Linked DNA regions of Mus musculus: regions 2, 3, 4, 5, 6 and 7 are each linked to region 1. Evidence: chromatin contacts called from public HiChIP or PLAC-seq and promoter capture Hi-C data. All regions are on one chromosome and are shown on one strand. Each heading gives the region's core, a stretch centred on a gene start, on an enhancer-like site or on the middle of the called end of the contact. The rest is flanking DNA. Distances are from core to core; before and after follow the strand shown. Region 1 holds the start of Jak3 (Janus kinase 3). Region 2 holds the start of Kcnn1 (potassium intermediate/small conductance calcium-activated channel, subfamily N, member 1). Region 3 holds the start of Slc5a5 (solute carrier family 5 (sodium iodide symporter), member 5). Region 4 holds the start of 1700030K09Rik (RIKEN cDNA 1700030K09 gene). Region 5 has its middle 15 kb from the start of Klf2. Region 6 holds the start of Ap1m1 (adaptor-related protein complex AP-1, mu subunit 1). Region 7 holds the start of Fam32a (family with sequence similarity 32, member A).

Region 1 (4,230 bases), core at 1,030-3,529:
AAAAGTAAACATTTAGTTGGGGCTGTCTTACAGTTTCAGAGGTTTAGCCCACTATCACCATGGAAACCTGGAAGTGCCCAGGCAGACATGATATTTCTCCATCTGGATCGACAGGCAGCAAGAAGACAGAAACTCTGAGCCTAGTTTAAGCATTTGAAACTACAAAGCCCCAGTGACTCTTCCTCCAATAAGACCATGCCTCCTAATGGTGCCTCTTCCTGATGAGCCTATAGGGGACAGTCTTACTCAACCCCTACACACCGCTGCCTAGGATACCACAGTGTATGTGTGTTGGGGGGACTGGATTGCACAGTGTCCTAGGTTCCATTCCCAATATTCCACCCCCATATCTCCCAACTCTTGGTGCCTCAGTTTTGCCATCTGCAAAAGAGGGATTATAACAAATGACTTTGTGTTTTTGAATCCAAACCTACAAACTCGGGAATCCTAAGGGCTCCAATTCTTTTTTTTTTTTTTTAAAGATTTACTTATTATTATATCTAAGTACACTGTAGCTGTCTTCAGATGCACCAGAAGTGGGCATCAGGTCTCATTATGGATGGTTGTGAGCCACCATGTGGTTGCTGGGATTTGAACTCAGGACCTTCGGAAGAGCCGTCGGTGCTCTTAACCACTGAGCCATCTCTCCAGCCCAAGGGCTCCAATTCTTATGAGTACTTGTTTCGCCGGGTGTGGTGGTGCACGCCTTTAATCCCAGCATTTGGGAGGCAGAGACAGGTGGATTTCTGAGTTCGAGGCCAGCCTGGTCTACAAAGTGAGTTCCAGGGCTATACAGAGAAACCCTGACTCGACCCCCCCCCCCAAAAAAAAAAGAGTACCCGTTTCACTTTTTAAAAAATTTTAATTAGCTTTCAGCAGTAAGGCAGAGGTGAGGCCACTCCAGGACAGAATGGAGGATGACAGGCCCTGCAGGCTCCCTATTGCCCCCCAAATTTAATTCCCTTATTTTGCTGCTTCTTGCTTCTCACAAATATTGCTATGTTCCATGTGCTTTGAACTATTTGTAACAGAACCCAACAGTTGCCTTTTTCTTCTTTTCTTAAAATTTTTTTAAAATTTATTTTGTAAGACAAGGTTTAGTTGTATAGTCTGAGCTGGTCTGAAACTTTCTATGTGGACCAGGCTTGGCTCAGACTGGCAGCAATCCTCCTGCCTTGGCCTCCTGAGTGGTGGGATTGTCACACATGTGCTACAATGGCCTGTTGGTGTCTTCTTCGTGTCCTACATGGGTAGGGCCAGAGAAGGAGCTATGCTGGTGGCCAGTAACAACCCAGCCATACTCCTACCTCCATCCAGCTGTTTTACATGGCAACTGGGATGAAATCTCAGGTATTGGTGCTTATGCAAATGTTCCACCCCTGAGTCGTGTCCCCAGCCCCTCACTGGGGGATTCTAGGTAGGAGCTCCACCAGTGAGCTGTGTGGCACATATTGGTTTGTTCTGCCAGTCTTCTGCCTCATCGTCTGCATCACACCTGCTATCTCTTCACGTTTCCATTCCTGGCATCTGTTTCCTCACGTCATCCTCTCTCAGACAGAGGCCTGACCTGCTGTGTGTGGTGTTAAAGGACTTGTGGATGCTCTGGGTCCCAGGCACCCACCAGGAGGGGCATCTGAGAACAGAACTTGGCATGCTTTAGGGAAGCACAGCTGCACAGTTCTCTCCCCCAGGATCACTCTTAGTTCTACCCCATGCAGCAGACACTGCCACTGGCAACAGATGGGTAAACGGAGGCACCAGGGTGCATAGCCAGGGATGGAGGACTGGAGAACGGGCTCCTGCCATCACCATCTGAGGCCTAGGAGTTCTTTTCAGAATCCTCCAAGCTGTACCTGTGGGTTCCAGTGATGGAACTCAAGTCGATTTGTGTGGCGATAGCGTATACTCCTCAGCCTTCTAGCAAGCCTCATCTCATAGCTTTTGAGCAGAATAAAAGGCGAGGTTTTCAGAGGAAGTGGGGGCACGCCCAGCAAGCAGGTGGGCTTCCCAGGAGAAGGCCCCTCTTAGTTCATTAGGACTGGAGGCCCAGAGGTTTGGTTTTTTTCCGCCCGTAATTTTTTTTTTTAAACATTACGCAGTGTGTCTTTTAGGAGGTTAAAGGTTGGAGGCGGAGTGGAAACTGAAGCCTGAAATGTGTTCTAGCCGCAGCAAGTCCCTGCCCGGGCTGGCTCAGGTTGTTCCAAGGACATGCAAAGACAGGAGCCCGAGGCGGGGAGTGCTCTGTAAGCTCAGGTCCCCAGCAGCACCCCAGCCTTTCTGTCTCTGCACAGCTCCCACCCCAGAAGGGTGGCCTGCGGCACAGGTTTCTAGTCTCCCCCGGGCTTCCCGCCCCGCCCCGCCCCCAGGGCGCCCTGACTTTCCGTAAATGACGGCGGCCAGGAAGCTCAGGGGCCGCACAGGAAGGAGCAGGGACTTTCCTGTCGCAGCCTCGGCTGTCCTTTGCCTCGGCACAGCTGCAGGTAGGAGCGCGGGGCACAGGTTCAGGGCGCGGGTGTGCGGGCGCGGGAGCGGGAGCGGGGCGCTGCCTAGACACCGCATTGGCGGCTCAGCAGCGCGCATGCGCGGCGGGCTCCCCAACCCCACCCTCCCTGTTCTAGGAGTGGGGAAGTAAAGGGCCTGAACTTTCCATTTGGTATAATCTCATACTTCTTTAATATTCGTGTCCGCTTTGTTGTTTTATGTCTTATATTTTGAGGATGGCTCTCCGTCCGTAGCCCTGCTGGCTTAGAAGTCACTATGTAGCCCCAAACTCATAGCAATCCTCCTGCAGCCTTCCCAGGAGCAAAAGAACAGGGAAGACAATGTTGATGGTTTTATTTTTGTACACTTCTATAACATTTTAATCTGTTTTATTCTGCGTGTGTGTGCGTTGCACATGTTCCGAGGTCAGAGGAGTGGGTTCGCGCCTTCTAACATGTGGATCCTGGGGACCAGCAGGCTAGGTGGCAAGCGCGTCTTTACTCCCTAAGCCATGTTGGTCACCCTAATTTGTTTCTTGAGACAGGGTCTGACCTTGAACATATAATGACAGTTGTGTACCACCACCTCTGGTAATAGGTTAATGACTTCTTCAGTTCTCGATTTGAGACAGGGTTTCTCTGTGTAGCCCTGGAACTCACTCTGTAGCCCAGGTTGGCTTCCAACTCACAGAGATTCACATGCCTCTGACTCCAGAGTGCTGGGATTAAAGGCATGCACCACCACCACCGCCAAGCTAGATTTTTTTATTTTTTAAAATACAGTCTCATGCGCTGGCCTGGGACTTCTCTCTCTCTCTCTTTCTTTTTTCGAGACAGGGTTTCTCTATGTAGCCCTGGCTGTCCTGGAACTCACTTTGTAGACCAGGCTGGCCTCCAACTCAGAATCCACCTGCCTCTGCCTCCCAAGTGCTGGGATTAAAGACGTGTGCCACCACTGCCCTTCTTGGCCTTGGCCTTCTAATCTTCTGCCTCCCCCTCTGGAGTTTTCTGGTCAAAAGTGTGTGCTGCTATGCCTACTTTTGTTGTCTTATCATGGGAGGGGTGCACATGAAGAGGCCAGAGGGCAAATTTATGCAGTTAGCATACCCTTTTCACAGCTTTGTTTGGACTTGGTTGTGAGCCTTCTTCCTGGCCTTGAGGACTGGTCTGAGCAGCTGAAGGGCTGTTTCCTGCCTTTTCTCTCAGGCCCAGGCCCCACCCCTTGCCCTCAGCAGCTCTGAAGGGTGGGAAGTGTATTTTCACACAGGCCACTGCAGAGAACCTCCCTACTGTGAGGACCAAAGAGGAGCATAAAATAGATGTTGGACATGGGGTTAAATGGGCTGAAGAGAGACCAGAAAGGGTTGGGAGACAACATAGGTCCCTGTGCGCATATCTACAGATTTATGCACAGGACACCCATCACAGAAGCTTCTGGTTCCAGTCAAGATGGTCCTGTGACCTTTAGACCTGTAGGGAATAAGACAACTGTCCCCATCCTTCTGTACACCCCTGTTTCCTGTTCAGACCTGTTTCTATATCTGCTGTCAATTGCTCCTGCCTGCCTGGAATATTGGCTTGGCTGACTATGCTAGGATGTGGAGGTCTGTGGATCAATTGGTGATGTCTGCAGGGGTGCAGACATGCACAGACTCAAAGACACCTAGTCCCCAGCTTGGCTGTCACTTGGGGGCATGTGGCTCTTCTTCCCTCTTTCAGTCACACCCCCTTCCATGCCTCTTCAGGTTAT
Region 2 (4,230 bases), core at 827-3,326, 820 kb before region 1:
CCTGCGTCCCTCACCCTTGCTCATGGGTCCCCAACTGAGATGCCATCCCCAGGCTGAGCAGATGCCTACCTTGGTGTATACACCCCAGGACAGCTCTGTTTCTGTCACCATGACGACAATCCCAAACATGCCAAAGATGAGCGCATAGTCACTGAGCCGTTTACGCTTTTCAAAGAGGGCCCTGCGGTGTCCCAGGCGGTGGCTGACTGTTGGGGGCTTCCCTGAGCCTGTCTTGTCCTCCTCCTCCTCCTCCTCTTCCTCTTCCTCCTCCTGCTCCTGGGGGTGGCCCCTGGAACCACCGGGTGACAGCCTGACAGGCTGACCCTTGGCCACCATCTGCAGGCCTGGGCCTTGGGTGGGCTGCAGGGGGCGGCCTGCCTCAGGGTCCACAGGCTCCCAGCCCAGGAATCCAGGCCCGCTGCCCAGAGGCTGCCCCACGCTGCCATTGTGGCTGTGGCTACTCATGGCCACCTGCCTCCGTGGGCTGGGCGTGCAGCAGGCCCTTTGGGGCCCAGCATGGTTCCGCAGCAGAGCTTCTGAATGGACCTGTGGAGACAGCAAAGGTTGAACATCACCTTGGCCATTCCAGAACATTCCAAGGCTCAGGAGAGTCCAGGATCATCTGGAAAGTCAGTGTCTACCGACCCCTGCTCAAAGTCTGCTTCAGTTCCCCAGCGCCTAACCTCCCAGACACCAGCATGCCCTGCAATCATCCTGGCCCATGAGCACCCCCTGCCCCTCAAGCTACCAACAGCAGGTGACAAGGTGGCCTGGGTGCCTGCAAGACACACAGGTGAAGAGGCAATATGGGGCTGTGACTCAGCTGTCTGACACATATGCCAAGCCTAGGTGCTGCCATGTTGTTCCCTGAGACAGCCTCTTCCTGGGCAGGCTGGCTGGCACAGGACAGATGCAGAGCAGGCAGGGCTCAGTGACCAGTCCTGGGCTGGCTGTGTTTTGAGCCTCCAGTTAAAAGGACTGTCTGTTGCCCCAGGCACAAGGGGGATACCTCTTCTGGTTTTAAAAAGAAGAGCAAAGCTGAGGGAGGTTGGGTGGCCCCTGGATCCTCTGCCAGCACCGAGTCAGACACAGACTAAGGGACACAGCCTGGCGGTGGCTGAGGGCAGGACCTTGACAGGGAACCAGGCTGGCTCTGCCCGAGTGGCTGTGAGCTGAGGACAGAGCTGCTTTCTGTCATGGAGCCTGGGGTACCAGCTCAGTCCGTTTTCTCTTGTCTTCTGTAATTTTATTTATTTACTTTAGAGACAGGCTCTCAATCTATAGTGCAGGTTGGCACTGTGGCAAACCCCAGGTGCTGGGATGGCAGGTGTAAGTCGCCATGCTAGGACTGGTGATACATACCTATCAAGAGGTGCTAAACAGCAAGGCTAGCCTGGCCTTTGAGGCCAACTAGGGCTACCTGAGAACCTGTCTCAAAATAAAATAAAATCGGATCAATAGGTGTCCCTTGCTGTGAGTCTCAAGGAGGCACCCACCTCCCACAACTCTTGTAGGAACCACAGTGATAACGGCTCATGACAGAAACTCCCAAGACACTAGACCTGTGTCAGGTGGCCTCCCCAGCAGCTGGTGGGGAAATGGAGTTGAGGAAGGGTGCCAGAGCTCTTCTCACCAGGCTCACTGACTCCTCAGGGTGCCCGGCTCTGCTTGCCCTTTGCACACCGGCTACCAGGGAGCTTACAAGGCCAGTCTGGCAGCCCAGGTGCTGTCACTGAGCACCTTGACCTCAGTTTAGGGTGGCCGAAGAGTGCTCATGTCACTGGCCGTATCACATCCATCCTTGTGCATGGACTTTATGGACTCAGCGTCTCCCACTCGCAATCTTCCCTCACCGGGGGACACGCGCACCCTCTCTTCTGTGTCCCTGACCCCTGACCGCGTGGCAACACCATCCCCAGCGTCGTCCCTAGTCGCATAGCCCAGGGACCCGCTATTACTGCCCCCCCAGCCCCCTCACCCCCGCTTCCTCTCGCCAATACCTGCGGGCGGGGACCTGGACCCTCGTGCCAGCGCGTCCCCGCCGAGACCGGCCAGGGAGGGGGAGCAGCGCCGCCCCGTATGAGCGGCGCCTTGGATTGGCTGAGTGCACCAGGCCCCACCCCCATGACCCCGCAGGCTCCGCCCATGCTTAAAGCTCCCTCCTGGGCACTGGGCAAGAATAAGAACCCCGGTGATGGGCATCTGTGCACAGGCAGCTGGCTATTGCAGGTGATCCTGCACACCTGGACCTCATCTCTGGGGACAGACAAGCCCGCTCACCTCAGGGACCCCGATCTTAAACCCTATTAGCCTTGCGGGCAGAAAGAGCTCCAGGCAGCTGCAATCATCAGGGCTGGGGAGACCCCCGAACCTGCTCTGCCCCCATCATTCAAGCCAAACTTACAGAGCTCACTCATGAAAGTTTTTGTTTTGAATCAAGGTCTCACATAACCTAGTCTGGCGTCAAACTCACTGTGAAGTACAGGCTGCGCTAGAACTTACCAGGGAGTCCAGGTTAGCCTTGAGTGGCCTTGAAGTTCTGTTCCTTCTCCCTTCACCTCCTGAGCGCTGGGACAGTTTTGGGCCCCCCTTTCCAGCTCATGCAACATTTTTTGTGGTCTTGGGTTTTGTTTGTTTGTTTTGATAGCTCTGTAGCCAAAGCTGATCTTGAATTTACTCACTGAAATCCTCCTCTCAGCCTACTTCCTAAGGTGCTGGAGTTTCAGGTGTCTTCTAAGACATCCCAGAGACCAAGGAGTCTAGTCTCCGCCCCTTCAGTCACGTGATTACTGACAAGCTGGGGAGCTGAGGTTTGCCTGCAGCCGAGCGATGAGTGTGTGTATCCCCTCCCTAATCCCCTCCCCACCCCCACCCCAGCCACCCAGCTCCTGCTTCTTCCTGGCCCAATGTCTTTGCAGTTTAGAGGGCCTCAGGAAGGACTGAGGGGCAGATGTGTGGCCAGCAAGTGGCCTGGGAGCAGTGACAGCACTGAGCCCCAGCAGAGCCACCAACAGAGTGACAGTCCAGGTGTTGGGGACCACATCTGCACTATCCACATAGGTGGAGCCAGATGGAACCAGCCTGGGGTGATAGATGTAAGCAGGTTCCAGGAGACACCACAGAGGGACAGGCCAAGAGCACCAGGTTCTGCCTCCAGCCCCTAAACCTTCTGCATGTGGCCACCTCAGCCTGTGGCTGTGGGCCTTCCCTGCCTACCCCCTACCCAGGAATTGTTTTGCTTTTTGTTTTAGAAAGGGTTTCATATCTGTGAGGCTCAGACTTACTATAGAGCTGAGGATGGCCTGGAACTGGCCATCTTGCCTCTACCTCTCAGGTCCTACCTGACAGGATAGGCCTGGGCCACCAAGCCCCATTTGTTCCGTGCTAACAACAGAAGCCAGGGCGTCATAAACACTGGCAAAGCACTCAGTCTCCTGAGACACACCTCAGCCTCTCACAGCCCCCAGGGATTGGGGGCATGCCCCCGTTTGTCATCAAAATTGGGGTGCTCACTGTCCATCTAGCTCTCCTCCAGGCGCCTGTCTCAACATGCACCCCCATGGTGCCTGTGACCACAATCAAGGAGTTCACAGGCTCAGCAGTCACTGCCTCTAAGACTTACCCCTTCCCTCTTGGGGCCCACCCTGCCTTTAAGGAGCCCCTGGAGGAGGAGGTATCCTAGCAACCAGTTGGGGTGGCCTGGAGGCCTCTGGGCACCTCAGCCCTGGAGATAGATGAAGCTGGTGGTGGTAATGGGCAGGGTGGTTCTGGGCTTGAGTGCAAACTGGCCACACCTTCATCCTAGGCATGGGCTCCAGGGGCCATGGTGGGCGGGAAGGGGCAGAGGAGCCACGGATACACTTAGGACACAGTTACACTCCTGTGACAGGAAACAGCTTTGCAAAAATTGTCCTTTGGAGACTGCTGAACATGAGGCCCTTCCTTAGGGCCTGAGGGCTGAGCCACCGTCTCTGGGCCGTGGGTGAAGGACACCAGGGAACCCTTTTAGGCCTGTAAAGACGGGGGGGGGGGTGCTGAAGCAGAGGTGACTAGGTCACACACACTCTCTTACCTCCACCACACCCACCAAGCTCTGAAATCAGCCAGGCCCATGCAGTGCATGCCTGCCATCCCAGCAATGGTGGGGGTAGGGGGGTGGGGGGGTGTGGAGCCCTGAAGATCATAAAATAAAGGCCAGCATTCCCTATACAGATAGGAAGCCAACTTGGG
Region 3 (4,230 bases), core at 715-3,214, 780 kb before region 1:
CCTTAGGTGGCACAGCCAATCAGGGGACCAGGAGAAGACTAGGCCAGAGTCTCAGGCAGATCCAGCTGAAACCAGTTCACTGCTGGGCAGGAGCCAGGAAAGGCAGGGGGCCAGTTTTGGCACCAGAGTGACCATGGGAAGGTAAAGCTCTGTCAGGGCTGCTGGATCCAGCCGCACCTGAAGCTCACATGTCTATCAGTCTTTATGTAGGAGAGGACACGGGCACAGTTAGGCAGGCTGCGGCTACCTCAGGTGCCAGGAAGCTGGAGTGGTGCTGCCTGCCTGAGGTTTTCCGCGTGTCAGCCACCACAACCCACTTACCACGGTCGTGTACAAGGTGCAGATGATTCCTGTGGACAGGAGCGATGCCCAGATGTCCAACCCGGTCACTGCAAAACACACCCCCTGTCAGGTCTCCCTCATCCTGCCTGCTCATGTAGGGTCCAGCCTGGGCTCCTGGCCCCTCCCGCTCCCGACAGCCAGACCTTGGTTCAGGATGAGCGCAGGTGCGTAGATCACGATGCCAGTATACAGCATCTGTGGGTGGGGAGGTCGGTGATGGCAAGGGGCGGGCAAACGGGTTGGAGGCAGAAAGAAGAGAGCGCGGATCAGGCAGAAAGGGCGGAGCCAGGTTGCAAGAAGGTGTTTTTAGGTAGGATGGGGTGGAGCTAGGTGAGAGGGTGCCCATAGGCAGAATGAGGGCAGAGCTATAGGCGTGGTCCTTGTATGTCCCAGAGAAGCTTAGCTCAAGCTGGAAGGGGGCGGGGCCAGGTAGGATGAGGGGTGTGGCGTGAGGTCAGGTTGGAGCGGGCTATGATAATTGCTCGTGTGGGCGTGGCAGGGCGGGCAGCTCGCTCACCGTGGCCACCAAGTACTGCAGCGTCCCGCAGAGCCGGACCGCTCGGCTGAAGCGCAGTTCTAGGTACTGCAGAGGGAGCCAAGGGCTGGAGGTTACCGGGCAAGTGACCCCTCAGCCATCCTCACTGTTTCTACTCTGTTCCGGAGTGCCCAACTGAGCTTACAGAGTCTCTGTGTAGGTTAAGCCGGCTTGGAACTCGCAGCAATCCTCCTGCCAAAGCTTCTCTAGTACTGAGATATCACACATGGGACTTCATATTGTCGCTACACTTGTTGGACCGTTGTTTCAGGGTGCCTAGTTGCGCCCTCAGATTTGAAACTGGGGTATCCCTAGGGAGTCCAAACTGGCCTGGTACTCATGGCAATCCTCCTGCCTCAATCTCCCTAGTGCTGAAACTGCAAGTGGATGCTATTCCGTTTTCACTACAGTTGTTGAGCGTTTGGGAAATCCTACACCTCACTGCAGGCGTTTGAACTCTGTCGGGCGCCGGTGGGTGGCTGGTACGGGCACTCGCAGGGACAGGTGTCAGCGGGAGGCCACTGCCCCGAGGCTGCTGCGAGCTGTGGGGCCCGGACTGGCTCTTCCTCCTTCCTGGCCCTGCCCGGTGCCCGCGGCATCTTCCCGGAACCTTCCCATGGGACCAAGTCCCCTACCTGGTAGGTGCTGGTAAGGCCCAGGCGGTAGAAGATCGGCAAGAAGAGCAAGGCTGTGAGCAGCGAATTGAGCAACTGGCCCACGCACATCCACAGAAACTTGAGACCGTAGCGCGCTGCCTCCGCGGGGACCCCGAGCACCTGCACAGCCGACATGAAGCTAGCGGCCAGCGACAGCCCCACAGGCACTGCCGCCAGCTGCCGGCCCCCGGTGAAGAAGTCGTCGGCGCTGCGCTGGCCGCCGCGGGCCAGGCCGACCCACAGACCGATGCCCGTGGACACCAGCAGCATGGTCGCGAACACGCCGTAGTCCCAGGGGCCGAAGGTGGCCCGGGCCCCTGCCTCCGCGCCCTCCATGGAGACAGGTAACTCGGAACGGAGAGGATGCGGAGGACGTCGGGGACTCTCAGAGCGAGCGTCGTCGCAGCGCGAGTTCCTGCTGGGCCGTCGACCCACAAGCTTTTCGCGCGGCGGATTTATTGGGCTCCGGGGTCAGCGCGGCCCCGCCCCCAGCCTGGGAGGCGGGCGCGACCCGCACCCTTTCCGTCCTGGGGCGAGCGGGCCTTCAGGGGTGCGGGCAACGGGGTTGGGGGGACACTAGCGTCTCCTGACACTTTCTCCCACATCTAGGGCTTGTTCCGTGTAGAGTTGTGAACAGACAGGAAGGGCCTTGGACGGCTCAGACCTCCGCTCCCCTCTGTTCACACAGCCTGCGGGAGTTAGGAACCAGAGCTACGAGGAACCCAGGACTGGGGTTCACTTTCGGGGACTTCCGGGCCCCATAAGGAAAAACGAGACTCGAGCCTTCCCCCCAGAGAGCATCTGCCTTTCTCCGCAGCGTGGGAGAAGGAACTGTCCACCCTTGCTAACCCGGTGGGAGGCACTCAGGTTCTCTTTGGAGAATTTCTTCCTTCTGTTTAGGACTCAGTTTCCCTACCTGCACAGGGCAGTCTGGACCTATGGTTGTATGTGTGTGTATGTGTGTGTGTGTGTGTGTGTGTGTGTATGCGTGTACGCACGCGTTTGAGGCTGAGTCTCATGTAGCTCAGGCTGGTATGGAGTCCTGACCAAGGCCCACCCTACCGGCAGGAACACAAGTGTGCACTACACCTGACCTGGCTGTCCTCCCCTTTCCTGTTCTCTTCCTTTCTTTCCCACAGGCTGACCACAAAGGTGTGTCAATCCTGCCATGGCTTCCCTAGTGCTGGGATGACAAGTGAGGGTTCATTGGATACCCATTTCTCCCTTCTTGTCGCAGGTACTTTGGCATACCTGGGTCCAGAACAGAAGTTTGCTGATAGTGGCTTTCAAGGGACCCAGGGCTTGGGATGATGCAGAACTGTCACCGGGACCCTTTTCTGGAGAACTGGCCGTTTCTGGGGTGTTCAGGGTTGATTCCCTATTGAGCCACGTCTGTACTTCCCGGGTGGTCTGATAAGTAAAACTAAGGCACACGCCCCCTGGTGGCCTCATATGCTGTATACTGGCTGGACTGCCTGCCTGGAGGTGCTGGTTAGGAGGGAGGCCTGGCTAGGGCAGTCTCCTAAACCTAGGTGGCAGGCGGGCTTGAGGGCATTACTGATGAGGTTGAAAGGGCTTTTCTCTTCTTATTAGACTTTATTTTATATTTACATGTGGGTACACTGTAGCTGGCTTCAGACACACCAGAAGGCGGCACTGGATTCCATTACAGATGGTTGTGAGCCACATTGTGGTTGCTGGGAACTGAACTCAGGACCTCTGGAAGAGCAGTCAGTGCTCTTAACTGAGCCAATCTCTCCAGCCCGGGGTTTCAGGTTTTTGCAAGGCTTCAGAATGGGTAGAACTAAGATGAGATGACACATGTATTCTGAATGGGAAGAAGCACTAACGCAGGAGGGAGGGAAGAGTCTTCCCGAGGCAGCGGGACTGCCATGTTGGGACAACACTTGCAGTCATGACCTGTGCCTAGCATCAGGGAGAGCTGGGGCTGGTCGTGTGCCTACCCAATGTTTCTTTTGGTGTAGCCCTGACTGTCCTGGAACTCACCTTTTAGACCAGGATGGCCTCGAACTCAGATCTGTCTTTGCCTCCCTGAGGGCTGGGCTTAGTCTCACACCAGGTATCTTCACAAACTCCCCAAAACAAAACTTAATTATGCACGTGGGTGAAGGGGAGCTGTATATGAATTCTGGCGCCTGCAGAGGCATCTGATATCCTGGAGCAAGAGTTACAGATGTGGGCCTAATACAGGTGCTAGGGACAAAACCAGGTTAAGAGAAGGAACTTTTCATGGATTCTTCAAGGTTCCAAAGCAGCAGCCACTGGTTCTACTCTGCACAGGGAAGCAATGCAGTCTGAGGGGTCACCCATTCCTTTGATGTGGGACCAATGGACTTAATGGGAAAAAGAATCATCTATAGACCAGATGCCCTCTTATGGCTTTCACATGTTATCTTCTAAGTGCCATTCACACATTGCTATCCCTGAAAGTACTCTGGGCCATGTGTAGACATGGAAATGTCTACAAGGGGCCAGAGGCAAGTCCCTCAGAGGTAGCAATTGTAGGCAACTGCAGTAGGTTCCTCCCTGTGACAGAACAGTCCCAGGAAGCTTCAGGCCTGTGCCCTTTCAAGATTGGGCACCATGATGATGCCGTGCTGGCTGCACCCAACAAAAGGAACCCCCATGTTTCCTCCATCATTCACCAAAGCGTAACCCTGTCCCCATCTAAAGCTT
Region 4 (4,230 bases), core at 1,099-3,598, 770 kb after region 1:
TTCTCAACATTATCTCCCAAGCTCCTACAGAACATCCCAAAGAGCTCTTAACATCCCAATGGCTCTTCTAGCCCAAAGTTCCAAAGTCCTTCCACAGTCCTCCCCAAAACATGGTCAGGTTGTCATAGGAACAACCCACAATGGTGGTATCAGTTTGTCTTAGTTGGGGTTTCTATTCCTGCACAAACATCATGACCAAGATGCAAGTTGGGAAGGAAAGGATTTATTCAACTTATACTTCCACACTGCTGTTCATCACTAAAGGATGTCAGAACTGGAACTCAAGCAGGTCAGGAAGCAGGAGCTGATGCAGAGGCCATGGAGGGATGTTACTGGCTTGCTTCCCCTGGCTTGCTCAGCTTGTTTTCTTACAGAACCAAGACTACCAGCCCAGGGATGGCACCACCTACAATGGGCCCTTCACCCTTGATCACTAATAGAGAAAATGCCTTACAGCTGGATTTCATGGAGGCATTTTCTCACCTGAAGCTCCTTTCTCTGTGATAACTCCAGCTTGTTTCAAGTTGACACACAAAACCAGCCAGTACAGCTGTGAACCAACCAAGTATGTGGCTGACTGGGGCAGGAGGACCTGGAGTTCAAGGCCAACCTGGACTTCATAAAGAGAACCCGTCTCAGATAAACGAACTCTTTTTTTTTTTCTTCCAGACAAATTCTCAAGTATCCTGCATTGACCTTGAACTTGCAATATAGGTAAAAAATGACTTCAGCCTTTTAAATTCTCTTGCCACTTCTCGAGTGTGCACTACAACCCGTTTAGGCTGTACTGGAGCTGGGATTCAGGACTTCATAGATGTTAGACATACATATTTATTAGCCAGTTTTGTTGGTGTATGCTTTTAATCCCAGCATTCAAGAGGCAGAGGAAGGGGCAGGTGGATTTAAGAGTTTCTAGACATTCAGAGATACATAGAGACCCTGGCTCAAAACAAACAAAACTAAAAACCTAAAGAAAATACAATTTAATTATTTATTTATTCGTTCATTTTGTGGGGTTGGGGCATGTGCCAAGGTTAGAGAACAACTTGTGGGCATAGGTTCTCTCCTTCCACCCTGTAGGTTCTGGGGATCAAACTCAGGTTACCAAGCTTGGCCACAGGCCAATCTAGCTGGCCCCACTTTTCATTTTGATTTCCCCTCTTTTTGTTTTGTGCCAAGACCTGGCTGTATCTTAGGGTGGGCCAGAGCTCACTCTATAGCTAGGCTGGTCTTGAACTTGTGATTTTCCTGCCTCATGAAGACCCTGGAGTGCTAGGATTCTAGGTTGTGCTACAGCATGGTTCCAATTTTCATGAAGTGAGATGATCTTGGGCAACTACTGAAAAATGCCAACACAGTCATTCCTGTTGACTCCAGTTGTCATTCCAGCACTTTCTGAGCACCTCCACTGTCATTCCAATCCACACTCAAGGTGCATACTGCCTCCAACATACATAGATGTGGAAAAAGTAACCAGCACTTGGGAGGCTGAGAGTTAGAGCCATCTAGGGCTACATGAGACTGCTCAAAGACTAAACCAAAACACACTTCGGTCAATTTTTTTTTTTTTTTCTTTTTCCAAGACAGGGTTTCTGTGTAGCCCTGGCTGTCCTGTAACTCACTCTGTAGACCAGGCTGGCTTCGAACTCAGAAATCCACCTGCTTCTGCCTCCTGAGTGCTGGGATTAAAGGCGTACGCCACCACCGCCCGGCTACTCTGGTCAATCGTAAAGGAATGTAAACCCAAACAGGGTATTGCAGAGCCTGCATGTGCCTCAGTGTCCTGGCTTGAACGGTGGGTGCGTTGTCAGGGTGCCATGAGGTTTCTAACTCTACTCTATTTGCTCCCGATTCTACACTAACCTTTGTCTTTCTCTTTATGCCCATAGAACTTCCCCGATGAGACTCTGAAGTGCCCAAACTGGGAGTCATTGGTGGACTGCACCCAGCGGTTCCTCCAGCGCTCTGTGGGGAGACAGGAGGGTTAGTGGTGCAAAGCGCACGGGTCCATATCATAGATGGTGGACACAGGCCACCAGCCACCACGGCAATCGCCTTCACCTCCGTCTAGAAACTCCTCCTGGAAGTACACAGTGGCTAGTGCCACGCGCAGCACACAGATGGCCCAGAGCAATGCACGAGCCGAGACCATAGCTGCACGTGCGACTTCAACTCTCTGCTCTCAGGCGTCCGTACCGCTTGACGGGCGCAACTCAGAAACTACAACTCCCGGCATGCCTTGGGATTATGACCTGGGGACGCTAATGGGTGCGCTGAAATTACTGGTCCCGTGACGCCCGGGATTGTGACCTGAGTTGCTCATTGGTGGGTGGAGCGCGGTGGCCGACGGGAAATGTAGTCTCTAGTTGCTCTGGCGCTGTCTCCTGAGGCAACCGCACACTGGGGCCTATACTTTGAGGCTGAAGCCTAGCGGGAAGAAGCCAACGCAGCTACTCAGGTGACCTCACAGTGATCAAGTGGGTTGGCAAGGGGCTTCAGGAAAACGGGCGGCATACCCACACCAGAGGTTCCTCATCTGGAGAGCGATGGGGCATGATCCCTTAGGGCTTGCAAACAATAGCGAGGAAACTGAGTATAGGCAGTGTTATTAGCATGGAGAAGAACTCCAGGTGCTGTGTGATATGGGTCCTCTCAGTTGTGTATCCTGGTTACAGGTTCCAGAGCAGGTACAGATATAGGTACGAATCTGGACGCCTGTCCTCAAATCTCTCTGAGATTCTTTGGTTTTTTTTTTTTTTTTTTTTTTTTAGATTTATTTATTTATTATATGTAAGTACACTGTAGCTGTCTTTCAGACACTCCAGAAGAGGGCATCAGATTTCGTTATGGATGGTTGTGAGCCACCATGTGGTTGCTGGGATTTGAACTCGGGACCTTCAGAAGAGCAGTCGGCGCTCTTAACCACTGAGCCATCTCACCAGCCCCGATTCTTTGGTTTTGAGCTCACTCAACCTTACCAGTTCTTATGCCTGTCCCACACGCCCTACAGCTTATTAAAAGAAATACTTTTATCTGGGTGGTGGTGGCATACACCTTTGATCACAGCACTTGGGAGGCAGGCCTGATCTAAGGAGCTCCCAGGAAAACCAGAGCTATACAGGGAAACCTTATCTTGAAAAAAATAAAAACAAAACAAAAAGTATACTTATACAGTGAAGTACTTTTAAAGGCTGAAAACACAATCTTTATTTTCCTAGAATGGCTTCCACAAGAAGACCCTTTGGCCCTCCACGTAGTGGTTTTGACTTAAGGGATATGTTCTTAGATAGCTCGAGGATGGAAGAGATCAGAAACTTACAAGCCCGAAGTCTTGGCCAAGTGACACCTGGGCAGAGCAGAATCTTAAAGAGAAACCAAACGATGGACGAGAAATATTTGATGCCCAAAGAGGAGGCCATGGCAGGGAGGGGGGTGAGTCTGGGCTTGAGGCCTCCCACCATCTCCTCCAAGACCAGAGCCAGTGAGGCCCTTAGGAAACTGGCCCAGATTGAAACCAAGATCCTGAATCGGAAGCAGGTGCCCATGGCTTGGTCTGATGTGGAGTCTGACTCCACATCCATCGAGCAGAGTCTTCCTAAGAGGACAGGTGCAGCTTCTGTTTCTTCCCAGTACCCACACAGAACTTTCCAGAAACAAGTGAACAAAACATGTGTGTCAAAGAGCGATGGGCCGAGTGGTAACGGTAGCAGGTTTCTGAAGAAGAAGGAGCTGCCCACTGAAGCGAGGTCCCCAGGGCTGGCAGTGGGGACAGGGAAGCAAGCTCTGCTGCCCACAAAGAAAGAATCTGCCAGTGACGAGGAGGAGGAAATGCTACTGCTTAGAAGCTTGATGGAATCTTCTAGAGAAAAAGAAGCAAATAGAAACCAGGAGCTCCCTGGCTCCAGTGTCAGCAGGAGCAACCTTGGAAAGGTGTTCTTGGTAACGTATTCTTTTGTTGGTTTCAAATTTTACTTTTTTTGGGGGGGTGGGGGGCAGGTTCTGGTAACAGAGCCTAGGGCTTGCTTTGTACCAAACAGCTCCTTAGCTAGTGAGCTATACCTCAGACCCCCCCCCCCCGTACATATGTCTCTGTGTGTATACCCCACATATGCACACCTGCCTGCAAATATAGAAGAGGGCATCGATCCCCTGGAGCTAGAGTTAGAGGGGTTGTGAGACACCTGGTAATGGGTGCTGGGAACTAAAGTCAGGTCCCTTTCGGGAAAGAGC
Region 5 (4,230 bases), core at 458-2,957, 660 kb after region 1:
CACAGTAGCCCTTGTGCTCCTGAATGCCTGTCAGCTGTGATCACCTGCATCTACACTTCAAACACTCCATCATGGTTCATAAAGGGGCTCAGGAGGCTTGCCCATCTCTGAGCATGACAGACATGCTGAGAGATGTTGAAGGAGCGTTATTTTCTTCAGCCCTTTGGGACACACGCACATATGCACTATAGAAGAGGACAGAGCAGGGCGCTGGTGGCACACGCCTTTAATCCCAGCACTTGGGAGGCAGAGGCAGAGGGCAGAGGCAGAGGAGGCAGAGGCAGAGGCAGGCAGATTTCTGAGTTCGAGGCCAGCCTGGGAGGGGGGCAGGGGGCGGGCAGGTGAGGGTGATGGAATGAGTATGACCAAAGCCTGTTCCATATGTGTGGAAATGTCATGAGAGGCTGGTGAGGTGCACTGGGCAGAGGATCCACATGATAGAAGGAAAGAACAACTTCCCACAGGTGTCCTCTGATCCCCACACTCAAGACTAAGGGAAAATGACAGCAGCGAGGTGATGTGAGGCCCAAGGTAGAGCCCCCATCCCCACCCCACCTCCAGCCTGCAGAAGTCAGGACATCCTATCTCAGGACCTAGAACCAGGAAAGGACCCTGCAGCTCTTGCCCATCTGTTGTTGCTTCTGTGGAAGCTGATGTTTATGGCTGAACAATTGCTACAAACTGACTTTCCTGAGGTGGGGTGGTGGTGGGGGGACTCCTATGGTGAGAGCCCTGCTCTCAGGCACACATGTACCAATCATGAGCTGCACCTAGCTGGCAAAATGAGTTTCATATACCCATGGGGTGTAGGCTGTTTCTGCTTTCTTCTTACACTTATTTATCATGTGCATACTTGCATGCACGTGTGGAACTTGGAGGACAACTTGCTGGAGTCTCTCCTTTCTACCATGTGGGTTCGTGGGATCAAACTCAAGACACCAGCCTTAGCAAGCAACCAAGTGCCTTTGCTGGCTGAGCCATGGAGCTCTACCTCCCCTCACTCCCATGCCCCCCTCTTTCTCTCTTCTGTTTGAGCTGGGGTGTCTCAATGCTCACTCTGGCCTCCTGACTTGCTCTACAATTGAGAGTGGACTTGAACTCTGGCTCTCCGGTGGCCTTTCTGCCTTTGCCTTTCCTTCAGTTGTTATTGAAACAATGGTCCAAGAAATTAAAGTTCTCCCAGCAGGGGTGGGGAGGTGGAGGGTTGTGGGGGCTGGAGTCCTGAGGGCAGCTAGAGGAAACTCTCTCTGCAGGAGAGCCGGTTTGTCATGTGACCTGGCAGGAGAGACCCTGAGGGCCGGCTGGGACTGACTCCTAAATTCTGGCCATTTCTTCTCATGTACTTTTATTTGTTCATTCCTTGCTCATTAATTTATGGAGGGGGTCAAGGATAACCTGCTTCCTTCACACTGGTGATGTGAGGCCTGAGATAGAGCTCAGGTCTTTAGGCTTGGTGGCAGGAGTCTAACCTGCTGCACCATCTCCCCAGCCTGGGCTGTTATACAGCAATAAGAGTCTGGGTTACCCACTTCAGCCTCAAACTCCTGGGCTCAAGGGAGTGTCCTGACTAGATGGGACCATACTTCCCCTGCTTCAAAACCTCTAAGCACTTGCTAGATAAAGAAATGGGAAGCTTTGTGCATAGTATAAGCACTGTCCTAGGGCTACAGCTCTGTGGCTGCATCCCAAGCACCAAGCAGGTGACACAACCATGTACTAGGGAAGCAGGGAGGAGGATCCTGAGTTCAAAAGTATCCACAGCTATGGTGAGCTATGGCTACCCTTTGCTACATGACTTTTTTTTTTTCTAAAGTTTAAAGTCATAACCAACATGTTCCTAAAAGTGGTCAAGCCTCGCTTGTCCAGGAAAAAGAGTTTTAAAACATACTTACAAGCACCACTGTCTTGCTTTAAGCTACAGTACTGGATCACAACAAACCAGACTGAACTGGGCTACGACCTTGGGAAGAATCTGCACTTAACCCGGCTAGTGCAGTTGACATGACAAAGACAGGGCCTTCAGTCTTGTGCCTCACACAAAAGAGGCCATGAACAGAAGCCAGGAGGCCAATCAAGCCCAGAATTTTTTTTTATTGTGTTTCTAGTTTGCAAAGAGTGTGACTTTGAAATGCCTAATCTGCATCTTTTCCCTAAAACCAAAAAAACAAACAAAACCAACTCAGAATAACAACAACAACAAAAAAGCTTGTAGAAAGTGGTATAGGGTGTGGCAGCCTGTTCCTCCAGCTTCAGCCTCCGGATTGCCAGGAACTGGGGATTGAAGCCGCCTTTCTTGGTCCCCTATCCCCACAAACCCCACTTTTTTGTTTCTTCCTTCTGCCTTTTTATTGATTGACTGATTTTTTTCTATTAATTAATTTATTTATTCACTTTACATTCTGGTCTCACCACCCACCCACCCACCCACCCCACTCCCAGTCCCACAAATCCCTATGCCCATCACCCCTTCCCTTCTCCTCAGAGATGTGGCCTCCTTGGGTTCCCGCCTGCCTTGGCACATCAAGTTGTAGCAGGACTAAGCACATCTTCTCCCACTGAGGCCTGACCGTCGGTCCAGCTGGGGAGGGGAATCCAAGGCAGGCAACATATTCAGAAGCAGCCCCTGATCCAACTGTTAGGGGCCACATGAAGAAGACCAAGCTGCACATCTGCTACCAATGTGTAAGGGCCTAGGTCCAGCTCATACATTGTTTGATTGGTAGTTCAGTCTCTGTGACCCCCATGGGCCAGGTTAGTTGACTCTGTAGGTCTTCTTGTGCTGGTTGTTGTAGCCCTGGCTGTCTTGGAACTCGCTCTATAGACTAGGCTACCCTTAAACTCAGAGATCTGCCTGCCTCTGCCTCCTGATGCTGAGATTAAAGGCGTGTGCCACCACCTCCATCTACACCCAGAGTAACATAATGTGTTTCGCTGCTTCTTAATATTGCATTTATTTATTTGTTTAATGTGTGTGTGAAAGCTATGGTCATGTGTGGAGGTCAGAGAACAATTTACAGTAGTCAGTCCCTCCTTCTTTCTGGTCCTCAGGCTGGGCTGCAATCACCTTAACCCCTGAGCCATCTCACAGGCCATGTGACTTGTTGTTTATTTATTTAGAGCCAGAGTCTCATTATGCAGCCCAGGCTGCCCTGAGTCTGCTATGTAGACCAGGATGCCTCTATCTCCCATGTGCTGTGATGGGAGGCACGCACCTCCATCCTTGGTTATTCACCTATATTTATTGTTGTGTGAGACAGGCTGGGCTTAAACTCTGTATCCTCTTGCCTCCACCTCCTAAGGCTGAGGGGATCAGTGACAACCACTGCTGTAACTAATGCAGATAGGTCTGAGTGAAATGATTTGAGGTTGTGTTTCTTACATTAAATCTCACCATGCCAGTTAGAGGCAACATTGGAGGCAATGCTCACACCTCTCTCTCAGACAGCAAGTGAAGTTAATCTTGAGTATAAATATGTTTGTTTTTAATGGGGGAGGGGGGTGCTTTTAAAGATAAGGTCTTTCTATGTAGCCCAGGCTGGGCAGAGTCTCCCATGTACCCCAGGCTGGCCTCAAACCTGTACTTTCCTTTCTTCTGCCTCCCAAATGTTTGGACAGTGTGCACACCACTATCCACTGACAAAATACACATTTAGAAGTTTTTTCTTCTTTAAAGTTATTGTATTATTATTATTATTATTATTATTATATTGAAGACTGGTTGTGTGTGGTGAAGAAATGTGCCACAGCCATAGCTTGTGTGTGTGAATGAATACAGGTGCTACTGTGTTTGTGTGTGTGTGCAAAAGCACACAGAACACATGTGCCATAGCTGACTGGATCCAGGCCCCTGGCAGCTATTACCTTCACAAAACTGAAACATCACCAGTCCTGACAAAGTATTTATAATAAAGAGGATAAACTTCAGGAGGCTGAAGCAGGAGAATCAGGAATTCAGGCCAGCTTTAGCTACACAGAATGCTGGAGGCTACAAAACCCCTCCCAGAAACTAAACAAAAAGGCCAGAAAACAAAGCTCACGCTAAAGACCCATGCAGTGTCCATGGCCACAGCCCTGTCATGTGACTTCTTTGGAATAAACAGAGATAACAATCATGTTTCCATTTCCCTATTTTTTTTTTTTCCAATCTTACCTCCCGATACAATTTGTTCAGTTCCTAGGAACTTTTTACTGGGGAAATTTTTTTGAGAGAGGGTGGGAGCCCCACATTTG
Region 6 (4,230 bases), core at 829-3,328, 560 kb after region 1:
GTATTTAGAGGTCAAATAAAAATTGTATTATGTGTACAGACCTCAGAACTCAGGACAGATAGAAATACTGAATAAAACTCTAAACAGACCTTGACAAAATTAATCCTAGAGACTGGCACAGACTTACTTGGTACTCCTTCCCCTTGCCCTATTTAGAACTGAGAATACTCCCTCTTGATTCGGTTTTACTCTTTTTAAGATCCTTTATGGGGCTCCTATGCCCATCACTGTCTTAAATAATGTGTTTAAACCTATGTTGTTATAATAATGATCTGTATACTAAGTTATAAGGCTTACAGGTGGTGCAGAAAGAAGTCTGATCACAACTGGCTACAGTGAACAAGCTGGGTACCCCAAGGACATCTTACCAGTTCCAGCCAGAGATCTGATCTGCGTACACCTGCGTCATGCTGAGACCCTCAAGCCTCACTAGAAGGGTCCCTGCCTAGTTCTGTTTACTAATCTGCCTTATTCTGTTGTTGTTCCCATGTTAAAGATAGAGTAAATGCAGTATTCTCCACATAGAGATATAGACTTCTGAAATTCTAAGATTAGAATTACTTACAAGAAGAAGTGGGGAATGAAGAATGAAAAATTACTGGCCTCTTGTAAGAACATGAATTTTTTACCTCGGAGCCCACCCCCTCCCATCTAGAGATTGTTCTCGGAACACTCCTAAACTTTTCACCCCAAAACTCCTCACCCTAAAGTTCGAAAAAACTGTTCCAAGAACATTTTTGAGATAAAGGCCTCCTGACGTAGATTCCTTGATAGGACATGACTCCTTAGTTACCTAGATTCCTTTGGCAGAACTCCCTAGTGATGTAAACTTGTACTTTTCCTGCCCAGTTCTCCCCCTTTGAGTTTTACTATATAAGCCTGTGAAAAATTTTGGCTGACTGTCGAGACTCCTCTACCCTGTGCTAAGGTGTATGAGTTTCGACCCCAGAGCTCTGTGTGCTTTCATGTTGCTGCTTTATTTCGACCCCAGAGCTCTGGTCTGTGTGCTTTCATGTCGCTGCTTTATTAAATCTTACCTTCTACATTTTATGTATGGTCTCAGTGTCTTCTTGGGTACGCGGCTGTCCCGGGACTTAAGTGTCTGAGTAAGGGTCTCCCTTCGGGAATCTTTCACTATGTGTCACACAAGTAAAAAACCACACAAAGTAAAAAACAAAAAAAAGCCCTTGGGGCGGGGAGGAGTGTTGATGGGCTCCTTTGATCTCTCGGTGGCAGAAAGGTGGTTAAGAATGGCAGAATTTGCCGGGCGGTGGTGGCGCACGCCTTTAATCCCAGCACTTGGGAAGCAGAGGCAGGTTTATTTCTGAGTTCAAGGCCAGCCTGGTCTACAAAGTGAGTTCCAGGACAGCCAGGACTATACAGAGAAACCCTGTCTCGAAAAAAGAAGAATGGCAGAATTAAAATTTAATCAGCCTTACTTTGGTTTTGTTTTTTTGAGACAGGGTTTCTCTGTATAGTCCTGGCTGTCCTGGAATTCACTTTGTAGACCAAGCTGGCCTCGAACTCAGAAATCCGCCTGTCTCTGCTTCCAGAGTGCTGGGATTAAAGGCGTGCGCTAGCTACCACGCCCGGCTCAGCCTTACTGTGAATTAGGCACAGGCTAAGTTACACACGTGCTACCCTGGGTTCACTGGGGCAAGACGGGTGAAGCCCAGTCAGTTGAGAGGTTGACAGTGACAAGTGATTGCTGATAAGGCTGGATTGCCATTGGGAGACTGACTTCCTTTAAGCGCCACCTAACGGCGAGTCACAGTCAGTGACGGGATATTAGTTTACTTGACTTCTGCAGAAAGCAAGGCTGTCTCGAAAAAACAAAAAAAGAAAAAGAAAAAAAAAGGCTCAACTCCAAATCGGTTCCGCTTTCAGCGTCTTCTCACAGCAACAGGCTTGGAAGCGTCCACCTTCATTCCACAGCTAGTCCTTCAGGTACAAGGAGTAATGACAAAGCTGCCCCGCCCTGGTCCTCCAGGCCCCGCTCTTCAGGAAGGCCACGCCCCCTGACTTCCGGCCCGTTTGAGCTATGGGTGAAAAATACTGCCAAAAAGTTCCTACTGCGCTTGCACTCAGTTACGCGCCTGCGCACTTGCGGCTCCCTTCAGACCGGACATAACGGTCCACGCGCTGCTTCATGGACCGGAAGTGGAGGGGAAGTGTCTCGGGGCGCGCCGGGCCTTGCTGAACGCCCGCAGTTCCTGCCGTTGCCGCCGCCCTCGGCTACTGCCGAGACCTTCCAAAGCCGCCATGTCCGCCAGCGCCGTCTACGTACTGGATCTGAAGGGCAAGGTACTGAAGGGTTCGCCACCCTCCGCGTTGCCAGGCAACCAACGGGCCCTCGCCCTGTCAGGACCCACCCTGTTGCTAGGCAACTGGCCGACCAGCCCAGCTAGGGCGTCAGGCAGGCGGGGCAGCCTCACTTGCCAGCCCTACCAAGTTACTAGGAAATGGGCGGTGGTCTTTCCGCGAGTCCCGCCCCATTGCTAGCCAACTTGGTGGGCTGCGGTTGCTAGGTAACTGTCCGCTTTGCCCCTTTCCCTTTTTGTTCGCCTGGGTACCGGACTCTAGCTTCTCCTGCGAACTCCTGTAGCAGGACCCTGCGCCCCGGGGACCGTGCGACCCTTGGCCAGAGGCGTGGCGGGAACTATGGCCTTAGGTCGGTCCCTCGCTCCACAGGCTTCAGCGTTCCCTAGAGCCACTGAGCTTCCTATGACATTAAGAGAAGCGGATGATAAAAGTGTGGTTTTAAGAAGGGCGTGGTGGCGCACGCCTTTAATCCCAGCACTCGGGAGGCAGTCAGGCGGATTTCTGAGTTCGAGGCCAGCCTGGTCTACAAAGTGAGTTCCAGGACAGACAGGGCTATACAGAGAAACCCTGCCTCGAAAAACAAAAACAAACAAAAGTGTGGTTTTAGAGGGGGAAACAGTGCCTAGAGTCACACTGATTACTGGGAAGTAGCGGCCTGGAAGCATCCTCGCCAGGCAGGTGCTAAGCCCAGGGCCACCGTGGGTTAGCCTAATCTGTCATAGCTCAACTTAGTCACTTGGAAAAAACAGAAATAGATGAATACCTATTGGGGCCATGTCTTCATAATGGACTAGCAGCTGCAACTGAAGAATCAGGGAGAGCTATCCTGACTGGGAATAACAAAGACTGCTGAGACATGAAGGCCCTGCACAGAAACAGGACCCTGGCATCTTGCCCAGCGTTATCTGAGAAAGAAATCTTCATTTGTGTGTTTCTGCGGGTGTGTGGAGGAAGGAGACCCCTGCTACTCTTACATGGGCTCTTGTTATCGAACTCGGGTCACTAGACTGATTGAGCTAGGCTGCCTGAACCGTTAAAACGCATGGATCTGCCTGTCTGTACTTCCCAGCAGAATCTGACTTTTTCCCTCTCTTGGTTTTATGAGACAAGTTTTCTCTGTGTAGCTCTGGCTGTCCTGGAACTCACTCTGTAGACCAGGCTGGCCTTGAATTTAGAGACTGACCTGCCTCTGCCTCCCAGGTGCTGGGATTAAGGTATTTGCCACCACCACCTGGTAAGCACCTGGCTGTTACCTGGGATTTGGGTATAGAGTTCAGGTCGGATATTTGGAAAATACAGACTGAGCTGTCTCCCTAGCATAATGGATGGTTTTGTGGTGCTGAGGATAGAGCCTAGAACAACAAGCTCTCTGTCAGGCAGCCACAGTGTACTCTATGCAAAAGCCTCTTCCAGGAAGGCACATTTAGCCTTAAGAAAGGCACTGTCTGTCGCTCTACCTCAGGCTGTCAGAGTGGAAGGCAAGTGGCCAGCCTCTTATGTTTGGAAGCTACCAGAACAGGTCCAGCCACAGTAAACAAGTCCAACATTTAGCAGTGAAAGAACATTGATGTCCAGTCTACATGGAAGAGCTAGAGCTTAGAAGAGCCCCACCCTCCACGTTTTCCTTAGTCCCTTGAGTGTGTACCTGCCTTGTATGTCACCCAAGATCGACAACTGGTGAGTTCCAGACCTGGGCCTCCTCCACAGCCTTCTGGGAAGCTGGGTAGGGGCAGTGTTCCCTAGGTCTCATGACATATGCTCTGCCTTCCAACCTGGCCTAGAGGTACAGTGGGCTGCCTGTCGTGGCTTGCTTGTTCCTTTAGCAAACATCTCATTGGCACAAGCAAGTACCCATCCTGGGCTGAAGCTGTAGAGCCATATTTACATGTGGATTCAGCCAATCTCCGC
Region 7 (4,230 bases), core at 956-3,455, 540 kb after region 1:
AACATATATATGTTTTATATATAAAACCATAGAACACACGCACAGAGACACTCTTAAAGCCAGAAAGAAAGTCTTTATTGTTGGCCAGAGGCTGCCTGGTGAACTTCCCATGTTGTGCATCCCCAAGGCTCACAGTTCTTTGTATTTAATGCACAAAAATCACGTCCTGGTTGAGATACTTTAGTTAGCAATAATAGCAAGAAGCAGAAGTGAAAGGCAAGGTTAGTATATTTAGGGACTTTCCTGGATTCTGGAACTATGGACTAGATTTTTGATGGATTAGATCTTTGTTCCCATTTTTGCAGGTTTTGGTCCTGGGTTTTAAGGTCAGAATGGTGCTCTCAATGTGGTTCTGGAGTCTGATTTTATATATATTTAGCCATGGAAGCTAGGGTGGTTCCCAAGCTATGGTCCAGCTAGAGTCCGACAATTCAATAATTGTTTACTCCACAATGCTAAATGTCTTGGCTGGTCTTCAGTATATGCTGGAATCCCAAAGAAGCAGGCTCTAATGTCAGTGAAAGTACAGAATGCACTATAAAAAGCTAGGGCAAACATGCATCAGCTGCCAGAAAAAAGTGTGTCCCAAATTAAAAGTGGATTTTTCCATCTCAAATGATCTGGATTAAAATTGGATCTTCCCATTTTAAATGATTTACTTAGAAAAAAATCAACACTTTTATTGAGTTTTATTTAATTCAAGATGTAGTCAAGCTGTAAACCAAGAATAGCCATCAGATATAGAATAATAAGTGAGCCTGGTGTAGTGGCTCAGGCTTAACATCCAGAACTAAGGGAGTCACAAGCTTCGGGGCTGTGTAAGGAGAGCCTCGCACACAGAGAGAGCCTCTCACAGAACAGCAGTAGGGGCCTGATTCCCTGGACACACAGTGGAAGGAGCAAAGCAGCTCCCACAGTTGTGCTCTGACCTCTACTTGCTCTACACAGCACACAAATAAATAAATGTAACCTCCCCACTCCCCAAAATTGCTATAGAAAAAAAAAAATCCCAGCACATCTGTGATCCCAGTAGTTGGGAAGTAAGGTTGCTGGGCATGGTGGCACGCACCTTTAAACTCAGCCCTTGGGAGGCAGAGGCAGGTGGATATCCCTGAATTCACAACAGCATAGCCTACATAAGGAGTACAAGGACAGCCAAGGCTACACAGTGAGACCCTGTCTCAAAACAAACAAACAACCAAAAAGACAGTTTAATCATCTGCTACATAGCAAGCCTGTCCTCTATAAAACATCAACAAGACAAGCTAGGGCAGTGGCACACACCTGCAGTTCCAGTTTTCTGCATGCTCAGTCAGAACTGCAGCAAGCTAGAGGTCAGAGCAGTCTACACAGCAAATTCCACGTTTATCAGACTCATTTAGTGTCATGACACTTCTGCCCTCAAACTCACAGAAAAATAATTGTGACCATTGAGATGACTCAGCAGACAAAGGATCTTCGTCTATAAATATGACCACATCAGTCTGATTCCCAGGAACCCACAGCATAAGGCCTGAGAGTACTGCAAAGTGTCCTCTGTACTCCACGTGTGCTCTGGCACGTGTGTACACACACTCACATACACGTATACAGGTAACTAACTTTTAATGTAATTTTAAAGATTTATTCTTTCTTTTTTTTTTTAAGATTTATTTATTATTATATGTAAGTACATTGTAGCTGTCTTCAGACACACCAGAAGAGGGAGTCAGATCTTGTTACGGATGGTTGTGAGCCACCATGTGGTTGCTGGGATTTGAACTCTGGACCTTCGGAAGAGCAGTCGGGTGCTCTTACCCACTGAGCCATCTCACCAGCCCCAGATTTATTCTTTCTTATTACTTATTTCGAGACACAGTCTTTAGTTCTGGCTGACCTGAAGTCACTACATAAAACACGCTGAATCCAGAGATCCAGAGATCCTCCTGTCTCTGTCTCTGGAGTTCTGGGTAATTGTAATTTTCTAAATTGGAAAAAAAGTAATTAAGTAAATAATGCCACAAAGCAAAAGTGGATGCCCATAAAGTCAGAAATGGACGCCCAAATACGAAGTGTGTCTTTAGGCGAGCTATGTTGTTGGACAGTTGCCAAGACTACCCGAGACCGGAAGTGTGCACTTACTCTGAACCCTGAGGACGCGTGCGTCCTAGCTGACCAATCAGAAGGAAGCGAGGAGGGTTTCGGCCGGAAGTACTGTATGCAAACAGGAAGTGTGGCGGAGTTCCCGGGGCACGGCTTGCGAGCGCTATGGAGGCCTACGAGCAAGTCCAGAAGGGCCCCCTGAAGCTGAAAGGCGTGGCAGAGCTCGGCGTGACAAAGCGGTGAGGCCCGGGAGCCCGCGGTCTGTCCCTGAGGGCCGACCCCCAGCTCCGGCCCCTCTTACCGTCCCCCTCTCTCTCAGGAAGAAGAAGAAGAAAGACAAAGACAAGGCCAAGATGCTGGAGGCCATGGGGACGAGCAAGAAGAGCGAGGAGGAGAAAAGGCGCTGCCTGGACAAGCGCACGCCGGCGCAGGCAGCCTTCGAAAAGATGCAGGAGAAGCGGGTGAGGCAGGGGCAGAACAGGCCGGCTCCAACTGCCCGTGTAGCCCAGGCCTTCTCCCAACTCCTGGTAGCCTGGTAGCCCTGCCTAAAGTGGTCTTCTTGTGAACTGGGAAGACAGATGTCATCAGCTCTTAATGCTAGCCAAGTTCATTGTTCTTAAGTTACCACAAAGTCTGTTTCCATGACAACTCGCTTTCCTAGCTTCAAATGTACTTTTGTTATTTGAAGGTTGTGTGTGTGTGTGGATGGAACCCAGGCTCTTCTGTAACTCTCTATGTAGGCTGCAGTTGGCCCTGAACTACTGCCTCAGCTTTTTAGTTCCTGGAGAGGCTAGCATGGCCCACAAGGCCATACTAGTTATTTTGGGTGTTTGTTTGTTTGTTTAGTTTGCTTTGAGACAGGTTTCTTTATGTAGCCTTGGTTGTCCTGGCACTATCTCTGTAGACTTGAACTTCTAGGATGCAGTGTTACAATGTGATATCCCTGTTGAGAAAACCCAGGAAGGCACCTTCTCCATCTAACAAAGGGCATCAATTATGTATTGGAACTCCCACAGAGTTTCTGGGATGTGTGGGTCACCTTGCTGTCTCCCAGCCAATTGTGTTCTCTGGTCTGGTATAGCCTGTACTTCAGTGGAGTGTTTTGTTTTGTTTTTTTGCCTCTGCAATTGAATAACGACATGGGCTGGCTGGCTACGGTCTTGTGGCCCTTCTGGGCACCCTAATTGGACAACTTGATACAAACTAGAGTCCCCTAGGGTCTGCCACCCCTTCCTGCTGTCGTTGGTAGCTCTGGTCCTGAGTGGAAGACTTTATTTATTATGTATGCAGTGTTCTGCCTGCATATATGCCTGCAAACCAGAAGAGGGCACCAGGCCTCATTATAGATGGTTGTGAGCCACCATGTGGGCTGGGACTTGAACTCAGGACCTCTAAGAGAGCAGTCAGTGCTCTTAACCTCTGAGCCATCTCTCCAGCCCTGGGTGGAAGACCGTTGGAAATTTTTATTTATGTGTATGAGTGTGTTGTCTTCTTGTGCTGTGCTGCCAGAGGGGGAGCCGAAGGCAATGCAGCTTGGACTGTTGGAGCACACGCTCAGGCATGGTGCCTCCTCAGGCTCCTTTGGGGTACTATGAGACCTGTAGTGGGGTATGTGAGATAGGCTGGGTAGAGATGGGGGTACTGCCAACCTGGTTCACTGGTATAGCCTGTCTTCTACAGGACTTCAACGGACACCTGTACACACTCACTGACCACTGTGACATTCCCATAGGGTGTAGTAGGTGTGGAAGGGTGTCATTACAGAAAATTGTGAGCCACCATTTAGTGCTGGCTCTGAGCTGAACTCAAGATCTTTAGCCCCCAGTGTTTGGGTTTTGAACCATGTAACAGCAAAGGAAAACTGAGTGTGAAGCATGCTCACTTCCATTTATCTCTGTTCTTGACTGAGTTGTGGCCCTTCAGTCTCTGCCTTCACTTTCCCTCTTTATGGACTGTAAGGTGAAATAGCCAGCCAGATAGGCGGGTATGTTGTCATAGCAACAGAAATGCGAGCTGGAGCACTGAGCATGCACTCGGGTTCTGCCCTTCCTACCTGGAGTCTCTTACTCCAGAGAGGAGTCTGCTTGTGTGGGACGTGGCTCCAGGCCTCTCAAAGCCAGTTTCCAGCTTTTGGCAGGATCTGCCCAT

What was found. Promoter capture Hi-C pulls out the DNA fragments that hold promoters and counts their contacts. HiChIP or PLAC-seq counts read pairs in DNA pulled down with a chosen protein or histone mark.
Region 2: a promoter capture Hi-C map of embryonic stem cells shows a contact between it and region 1. The contact joins the promoter of Kcnn1 here to the promoter of Jak3 in region 1. A contact is called at or near these places in 6 of 39 promoter capture datasets (embryonic stem cells, hippocampal neurons, liver and 2 more), 3 of 484 Hi-C or Micro-C datasets (B cells and embryonic stem cells) and 10 of 115 datasets of contacts at active chromatin or transcription factors (bone marrow-derived macrophages, embryonic forebrain, embryonic hindbrain and 5 more).
Region 3: an H3K4me3 HiChIP or PLAC-seq map of bone marrow-derived macrophages shows a contact between it and region 1, with 5 times the contacts expected there. The contact joins the promoter of Slc5a5 here to the promoter of Jak3 in region 1. A contact is called at or near these places in 13 of 39 promoter capture datasets (HPC-7-derived erythroid cells, cranial neural crest, embryonic stem cells and 9 more), 2 of 484 Hi-C or Micro-C datasets (embryonic stem cells and uterus), 8 of 115 datasets of contacts at active chromatin or transcription factors (SST interneurons, bone marrow-derived macrophages, embryonic forebrain and 5 more) and 2 of 9 other capture datasets (adipose tissue and embryonic stem cells).
Region 4: a contact with region 1 is called in a promoter capture Hi-C map of pre-B cells. The contact joins the promoter of 1700030K09Rik here to the promoter of Jak3 in region 1. A contact is called at or near these places in 4 of 39 promoter capture datasets (the C10 cell line, cranial neural crest, frontonasal cranial neural crest and 1 more) and 1 of 115 datasets of contacts at active chromatin or transcription factors (forebrain).
Region 5: a contact with region 1 is called in an H3K4me3 HiChIP or PLAC-seq map of embryonic stem cells, with 2.5 times the contacts expected there. The contact joins the enhancer-like site here to the promoter of Jak3 in region 1. A contact is called at or near these places in 4 of 39 promoter capture datasets (the 3T3-L1 cell line, cranial neural crest, embryonic stem cells and 1 more), 3 of 115 datasets of contacts at active chromatin or transcription factors (embryonic stem cells and forebrain) and 1 of 9 other capture datasets (liver).
Region 6: a promoter capture Hi-C map of liver shows a contact between it and region 1, with 2.3 times the contacts expected there. The contact joins the promoter of Ap1m1 here to the promoter of Jak3 in region 1. A contact is called at or near these places in 6 of 39 promoter capture datasets (the 3T3-L1 cell line, the HPC-7 cell line, hippocampal neurons and 2 more), 1 of 15 datasets of contacts at CTCF or cohesin (pro-B cells), 5 of 115 datasets of contacts at active chromatin or transcription factors (embryonic forebrain, epiblast stem cells, extraembryonic endoderm stem cells and 2 more) and 1 of 9 other capture datasets (pancreatic islet).
Region 7: an H3K4me3 HiChIP or PLAC-seq map of the 230-238 cell line shows a contact between it and region 1, with 7 times the contacts expected there. The contact joins the promoter of Fam32a here to the promoter of Jak3 in region 1. A contact is called at or near these places in 7 of 39 promoter capture datasets (the C10 cell line, the HPC-7 cell line, cranial neural crest and 4 more), 2 of 15 datasets of contacts at CTCF or cohesin (embryonic stem cells and pro-B cells), 1 of 484 Hi-C or Micro-C datasets (B cells) and 9 of 115 datasets of contacts at active chromatin or transcription factors (the 230-238 cell line, astrocytes, bone marrow-derived dendritic cells and 5 more).

The regions. Positions count from the first base shown.
Region 1 is chr8:71,674,104-71,678,333 of GRCm38.p6, forward strand. It overlaps Jak3 (Janus kinase 3), which reads left to right and starts at 2,280. Exons shown (of 25, transcript NM_010589.6): 1 at 2,280-2,480; 2 at 4,226-4,230.
Region 2 is chr8:70,854,932-70,859,161 of GRCm38.p6, forward strand. Kcnn1 (potassium intermediate/small conductance calcium-activated channel, subfamily N, member 1) reads right to left here and starts at 2,077. Exons shown (of 10, transcript NM_032397.3): 1 at 2,001-2,077; 2 at 70-546. The coding sequence starts at 465.
Region 3 is chr8:70,890,793-70,895,022 of GRCm38.p6, forward strand. Slc5a5 (solute carrier family 5 (sodium iodide symporter), member 5) reads right to left here and starts at 1,965. Exons shown (of 15, transcript NM_053248.2): 1 at 1,513-1,965; 2 at 860-925; 3 at 486-537; 4 at 322-389. The coding sequence starts at 1,869. It overlaps Rpl18a (ribosomal protein L18A), which reads right to left. Exons shown (of 5, transcript NM_029751.4): 5 at 3,930-4,230.
Region 4 is chr8:72,441,532-72,445,761 of GRCm38.p6, forward strand. 1700030K09Rik (RIKEN cDNA 1700030K09 gene) reads left to right here and starts at 2,349. Exons shown (of 8, transcript NM_028170.2): 1 at 2,349-2,458; 2 at 3,219-3,939. The coding sequence starts at 3,220. Calr3 (calreticulin 3) reads right to left here and starts at 2,247. Exons shown (of 9, transcript NM_028500.3): 1 at 2,062-2,247; 2 at 1,864-1,965. The coding sequence starts at 2,152.
Region 5 is chr8:72,332,379-72,336,608 of GRCm38.p6, forward strand. No RefSeq gene overlaps it. Among named protein-coding and RNA genes, the nearest start is that of Klf2, 15 kb to the left of the region's middle. Within about 2 kb of position 1,708, at least 16 of the 459 cell types and tissues checked have an H3K27ac peak or open chromatin away from gene starts, as enhancers often do. A contact at or near this core is called in embryonic stem cells, where this site is marked.
Region 6 is chr8:72,237,940-72,242,169 of GRCm38.p6, forward strand. Ap1m1 (adaptor-related protein complex AP-1, mu subunit 1) reads left to right here and starts at 2,079. Exons shown (of 12, transcript NM_007456.5): 1 at 2,079-2,304. The coding sequence starts at 2,263. Gm51536 (a long non-coding RNA gene) reads left to right here and starts at 4,006. Exons shown (of 2, transcript XR_003947404.1): 1 at 4,006-4,230.
Region 7 is chr8:72,217,540-72,221,769 of GRCm38.p6, forward strand. It overlaps Fam32a (family with sequence similarity 32, member A), which reads left to right and starts at 2,206. Exons shown (of 4, transcript NM_026455.5): 1 at 2,206-2,321; 2 at 2,402-2,543. The coding sequence starts at 2,248.